Regions from separate parts of the Sus scrofa genome. Here region 1 is linked to region 2. Evidence: chromatin contacts called from public HiChIP or PLAC-seq data. All regions are on one chromosome and are shown on one strand. Each heading gives the region's core, a stretch centred on a gene start, on an enhancer-like site or on the middle of the called end of the contact. The rest is flanking DNA. Distances are from core to core; before and after follow the strand shown.

Region 1 (3,378 bases), core at 193-2,692, 820 kb before region 2:
AAATTTTTTTCAAAGTTTATGAGTTAAGGAGAATAGAAAAACATCTCAAAACATACAAGGAGTAAGAAAGCTTGGTGTTTACTGTCTTTCCCCAAGGGACAGTCTGCTAATGCAGGAGCAGTGTCCTCAGGTGGAACCCGAGGGGGCAGAGAGCAACGTGACACCTTGGACGTGGAGGCTTCCCCATTGCTCCCCTCAGCAAGTGCCAGAGGCCAGCCTCACCAGCAGTAATCAGAGAAGACAAATAGGAGGTATTAAAACAGCAAACTCACAGCTGGATGGCACCGACCTGACCCAGGAGGAACTCCATAGGCTGCCAGCTACATTCCCTCCTGGATTATCTCCTCCAAATTTAGCCCACACTCAGAGTCAGGGGGAAACTCTCTGTGTCAATAACCCACAAAGCATCACATATCAACAGTTGTCTTATGTCTCTAGACAATTTTTTAGGAACTGTGGTATAGCCCTCAGATCTAAAAAAGCATTTATTCTATAAGTGTTTATTGGGTGTCTTTCCTATCCCTGGCAGGGTACTGGACTCCAGGAATACAATGAATGATGAACAGGACTCCTCAACAGAGATCCAGACTCACTGCGCAGACAGGACGGTGGATTTCCATCGATTATCAGTGGCACGAATGGAGGGCCACTTTTCCCTCGGCAACAGTGGGAAGGGAAGCCAGGGTGTGGGAGGAGGCAGGTAGGAAGGGCTGAGAGTTAGGGAGGTGATGCCCAATGTTTTGAATTCTCCTGATGAAGTAGGGGTTTTCCTGAAATGGAGGAGATAAGCAGAGGTCTTAAAGTAAGTGGGAGAGAGGTCTGGGAGAAGAAACCGCAGAAAGAATAACACCAAGTAAACAGTCACAGAAGTGAGGGCCAAGCAATGCTGGAGGTGGTGCCAATTTGAGTAGCAGCAGTGTTGTGGGTGCCCAGGTGTGGGAGACACACCCAGTTAATTACAACACAATGTGAAGAGCCCAAGCGTGACCGGGTAGTTTACTGAGACACTACTGATGTCTGTTCTCATTGCATTTTTCCATTTTCTTTTCTTCTCCTTCAGTAAAGACTCCTACCCAGAAAGTGACAGGCTCAGACACTGACCATTGACAATCTGAGTACGAAGAGCTCCTTTCCCTGTTATTCTGGCACCCCAGGTTCTTGCGAAATCCTGAGGAGGGTGGACGTGGGACAGCCCACGACTGAAGTCATTTCCCATCAGCCCTTGGGGAGGTGGCTTGAAGTTAGACTAAATGAGAGAAATAAGGACATCATTTCTTGCACACACGTTTGTGGAGTGAGGTTTGAAACAGCCAAGTGGAGATTTAAAGAAAGGGCTAAGAACATAAAGCAAAGGAGTGAACATGTAGTTCAGTGCAATTAGGGCAGTCTGTCGACACCCATCATCTGGCTGAGGGCAATAGGAGAAGGGTAAAAGGAAGTGAAACTAGGAGGGAAGCTTAAGCTTTCATGCCTTCATGTGATGGGTTGTCCCCGACTATTCTTTAGTGCACTATTGGTGTTTAAAAAGCTAACTGAGCCAGCAGAGTGGCCAGTGTATGGGGAAAGAAAGTCTGGACAAAGGCCATTGAGCAGGTTCTTGCAATAATCCAGGTGAGAGATGATAAAGCTTGGAACTGGAACAATGATTGTGGGAACGGAGAACAGAGCTTGGATTTCAACAGTTGTTTATTGAGTGCTTACTGTGTGCCAGGCATTGTGCTAGGTGCTGAGCATACACTGATAAATAGATATAGGCTTTTGCCTTGAAGAAGTTCACTGACCAAGGTATAAGGGTTATCACATCTGGAGAGCCAGTGAAGTGCAGAAGCACCTGGGACTTTCCAACCCTTGTGAGATGCGATGTGTATTCCATCATGGGTTGAATTCAGAGGGTCCCACACATTTCCACCCAGGTTCAGTTGCCATCTGAAAGCTGAGATGCAATCTTTTTGGAAACTTACTTCTTCTACAGGGTTACTGCAGCTTTTTCTTACTATCTCAGGGGATGGGGAAATTATCAGACTAATTTTAATTCTCAAAGAAGTTATTTCAGTTAAGTGAACAATTTCTTTTAACATAATCTGTAATCATTTGGACTAAGGTGAAATTGATATTAACTCTATTGTTATGGGAATTCTATTAATGCTTAAATACCATATCTATGATTTAATTGCAACAATAAAATTCAATCAGCTTCCAAATCATTCTGAATCTTTTTCCATTTGCAGGTACCAGATGTTAACTGCCTTTGACTTCTTACCCCTTGTTGATATCTCTGTGTTACACAGTGCCTGGAAAACAGCAGGTGCTTACCCAGTGTTGAGGAAGTTAAAACATGGAAGGGGATGCTCTGAGAGGCCGTGTTCTGTTGTCTTTGGTAAGGTAATCAAGCTGAAATGCTTGCCAGGAATGTTCATTCATTCATTCAGCAAATATTTATTGGGGATCAATACCTGTTTATTTTTAAAAGGCAAATATATAAATATTTATTTATTGCAAGTTACCATTCTTGGCATTAGACAAACAGCAATGAGCAAAACAAAGTCCCTGTTCCTCCTAACAAGAGAGATAAGCAGTAAACAAATTATTTGTATGTCTGTGTATTCATATACATCAGTATACACAGAAGATGTTAAGGGTGATACTTGCTACAGGAAAAAAAAACAGAGCGAAAATAAAGAATGATGGATGGGTGGCATTTTATATATTGCCTTCGGGTTGCTCAGGGAGGGCCTCTCTGAAGAAGTGGCATTTGAGCAGAGATCTAAAAAAAAGGTGGGGTGTGACTGGAATCAGCTATCCCCCATCTGGGGGCTGCATGTCACAAGCAGATGGATAAACAAGTGCAAATATTCTGGGAAAGGATCAAGCTTGTCTGGTTGGAAGAGCAGCAGGGAGGCTAGTATGGCTCCAGAGAAGTGAGGGAAGGGAGAGAGGAAGACAGGAAGGGATGGGAACAGATGCCTTTTTTCTGACATCTTCATAAGCACCAACTGAAAAAAAAAAAAAATTTAGGGCAGAGGGATATGATTGCTGTTGTCATAATTAATAACTAGTTGGCAAATATCTGAGAACTTGTGAGGCTTTATTGAAGTTTTGAGCACCACGACGGCTGATGAATTAGTCTGTATGGGTCACTTGTTGTATCCCCCATGTCTGGTCCATAATAAGAGCTCAATATATGTTTGTTGAGCGAATGTTTGAAATCTATCTTTGCTTTTTCAACTTTCAGAGTATTTTTAATAACTAAGCTGTCTGGTGCAAACAGTCTGGGTCATAGGGGAGTGTTACTCAAACTCAACCCATAAGACCTTATGCATATACATCATTACAAGGCAAACAACAAACAATGAATTCCTTTTGTGCTTTGTGAATGTC
Region 2 (3,096 bases), core at 434-2,933:
ATGCCCGCCACCCACCACAGGGCTTTGCACATTGCAGGCCCTCATGAATGTTGAATGAATGAAGTCTTGACTGTCAAATTAAAAATTCAGGACATTCTCTTCCAGCATCTAGACAATGGAGAAAAAAAACGATGATAGTCATGGTGAGCTTAGCGTTCCAGCAAGAGATCAAGACAAAGCTGTGGACATGAGAAGCCGAGGTATGGAGAGAAGGCAAAAGTCAAGAACCAACCTCCTGGAAACATTCAAAAAGAGGGCGAGGCTAAAGAAAATAAGAGAGAGGAGCTGCTGGATAATAAAAACAACAAACCTAAAATATCACTTTAGGGGTTCCTGCTGAGGTTCAGCAGGTTAAGAACCCAACTAGTATCAATGAAGATGTGGGTTCGATCTCTGGCCTCCCTCAGTGGGTTAAGGATCCAGCATTGCCGCAGAGTGCAGTGGAGTTCACAGATGCAGCTGCTGGATCTGGCATTGCTGTGGCTGAGGTGCAGGCTCAGATTTAACCCCTGGCCCAGGAACTTCCACATGCCACAGGTTTGGCCATAAAAAGAAAAAAAGAAAAATATATCACTTCATAATTAACAGACTTTTCCATATGCACAATAACAGGTAAGACAGTGATTGTTTCTCCCATTATACATAGACCTCAAAGGGGAACAGTAATAATAAAACACTAACAACATAGAGCTAAGAAGTGAACCAAGCTAATCACAGAAACTAAGACTAATGTCAAGAATAAGGTAGCTTAGTGGGTTAAGGATCTGGTGTCGTCGCTGCTGTGGCTTGAGTCACTGCTTTTGCTCATGTTCCATCCCTGGTGAGAACTTCCACATGCCCCAGGCATGGCCAAAAAAAAAAAAAAAAAGGGGGTGAATAAATCTGGACAATCAGGAAACAAAGTACTTTGAGCAGGGAAGGTTTTATGTAAAGAATTATTAGCTAGGACAGAAGAGTAACTTTTAAAAAAGGACTCTAAATTGTACCTACAACTGCTTAAGAGTGCCTAAGAGAGAGAAAACTCGGAAGAGGGTTTAGACCTCCTTAGGGAAAAGGACCATTGCCACCCACAGGATGGCAAGGAATTTTTCTGGGTTGCTTAAGCCAGAGCTGGTCCAGGAGGAAACAACCTTCCAGGATATAGATGTGCCTTGGCTGGTGGGTGGATACACAGAGAGGCTCTGGAACACACCAGTGTCCAGGCAGTAGGATCACGGTTAGTGGTCAGCTGGGCCTGGGCCGGGCTGCAAGGTCACCAAGGGACAGTGTGTGGCTGTTGCAGAGGACACCTGATGTCTGCTTCCACACACAACCTTGCTGAGCCTTCCTTCCAGCAGCAGGCAGCCAGACCAAAAACCTCGCAGGGAAACCAGCTTTTCCGTCTCCCTGCAGCGTCTCTCTGGTGCCCTCTACTGGCCAAGCCTAACCTCGTGCTCACGGTGCAGAAGAAAGGCTCGAGCCCTCAGTCCGTTGAGAGCTGAAAAGGAATTCATTGTAACTAGTACCCTGAGTGGCTGTACCTGTCTGGGCTGTTCTGTAACAAGTTCTAGAAACCAGAAAAGGCTAGTCTTGGGGTTCTGCAAGAAGATTGGGGTGGAGTGGAGATCTGAAGGAGTAGAGATAGGGAGTGGCAGGTTAACACAGCAGCTCTAGAGGAAAGGGAGTTTATGTCCCAGCATGTCCATGTAAAAACCCGGAAGACAGTAAAAGGATCTGGTAAGCTGAGCCCGGGTCTCTTCCCCAAACCTGGATTTTCCCCACTGCAGGAGGAACTGAGGATTATGACTGACCAGGCCAGAGTCATTTGCTCACGTCTTTGGCCCAGAAGATGGGTGACTGGTTGGGAGCTACATCAGTTTGTAACAGAGCAGGGCCCCATGGGGTTCCTGGGCACAAAAACCTTTCTATGCCCCCCATTTCTTTCTTTCTTTCTTTTCTTTTCTTTTTTTTTTTTTTTTTTTTTTTTTTTGGTCTTTTTAGAGCCATACCCACGGCATATGGAGGTTCCCAGGCTAGGGGTCAAATCGGAGCTGTAGCTGCCGGCCTACACCACAGCCACAGCAACCTGGAATCTGAGCCGTGTCTTCCACCTACACCACAGCTCACGGCAACGCCGGATCCTTAACCCACTGAGCAAGGCCAGGGATCAAACCCACAACCTCATGGTTCCTGGTCGGATTCGTTTCCACTGCACCACGACGGGAACTCCCCCCAACCCCATTTCTTACTTTTAGGAAATAGACCTCATTCAGCCTCCATGGCCTTCCCTAAGTTCCAAGGGGCAGATTCAGACAATTGCTGATCAGGGAAGGAAGGGGATGCAGAGACAACGGTCAAAAAACCATAGTACAGTCTTTGGGCAGGATCCTGGTTCCCTCTCAAGGGGCACACAGAATGATGTCGGCATCTTATACACCTAAGAGAGAAGTGATATTCCTTATGCTTATATTAAAAGTAAATACTTTAACACTGAACAGCTTAGAGTCCTTCCTTGTCCTTCTCCTGGTCTTAATTGCACCCTAAACACGATCACCTGTAAGCTAAAGATTAGGCACCATGAGCACAATTGCCTGTGGGTTTACATGATGTTTTTCAGGAACTTTCCTACTTTGTTCTAATCTCTGATCAATACACCCTTTTCACAAGTCCTGTTATTCTAGTCAGTGACCCAGAAGACCACCACCAAGAACATGTGGAGATCTGATGCCAGCTTTGATGACCAAGATTTACCCAAAGAAAGAAGAATGCATGTTTGCCCCAATCCTAATTCTTATCTGAAAGCCTGTTTTTCTCCTTTTTACTATAAAACTTCCCACAAATCTTTCCAGTGGAGCAGTGGAGGGCAGAGTCTTCTTCTTCTTTTTTTTTTTTTTTTGTCTTTTTTGCCATTTATTGGGCCGCTCTCGCGGCACATGGAGTTCCCAGACTAGGGGTCTAATCGGAGCTGTTGCCACCGGCCTACGCCAGAGCCACAGCAATGCAGGATCCAAGCCGCGTCTGCGACCTACCGCACAGCTCACGGCAACGCCGGATCGTTAACCCACTGAGTAAGGCCAGGGATCGAACCCGCAACCTCATGGTTCCTAGTCGGATTTG

The links. HiChIP or PLAC-seq counts read pairs in DNA pulled down with a chosen protein or histone mark.
Region 1: an H3K27ac HiChIP or PLAC-seq map of alveolar macrophages shows a contact between it and region 2. The contact joins two enhancer-like sites. A contact is called at or near these places in 15 of 47 Hi-C or Micro-C datasets (alveolar macrophages, embryonic fibroblasts, epiblast stem cells and 8 more) and 2 of 2 datasets of contacts at active chromatin or transcription factors (alveolar macrophages and skeletal muscle).

The regions. Positions count from the first base shown.
Region 1 is chr5:47,699,500-47,702,877 of Sscrofa11.1, reverse strand. LOC106509230 (a long non-coding RNA gene) reads right to left here. Exons shown (of 3, transcript XR_002344069.1): 1 at 594-3,378. Among named protein-coding and RNA genes, the nearest start is that of BHLHE41, 14 kb to the right of the region's middle. Within about 2 kb of position 1,442, at least 11 of the 83 cell types and tissues checked have an H3K27ac peak or open chromatin away from gene starts, as enhancers often do. A contact at or near this core is called in alveolar macrophages and retroperitoneal adipose tissue, where this site is marked.
Region 2 is chr5:46,884,913-46,888,008 of Sscrofa11.1, reverse strand. No RefSeq gene overlaps it. Among named protein-coding and RNA genes, the nearest start is that of ITPR2, 50 kb to the left of the region's middle. Within about 2 kb of position 1,683, at least 16 of the 83 cell types and tissues checked have an H3K27ac peak or open chromatin away from gene starts, as enhancers often do. A contact at or near this core is called in alveolar macrophages and retroperitoneal adipose tissue, where this site is marked.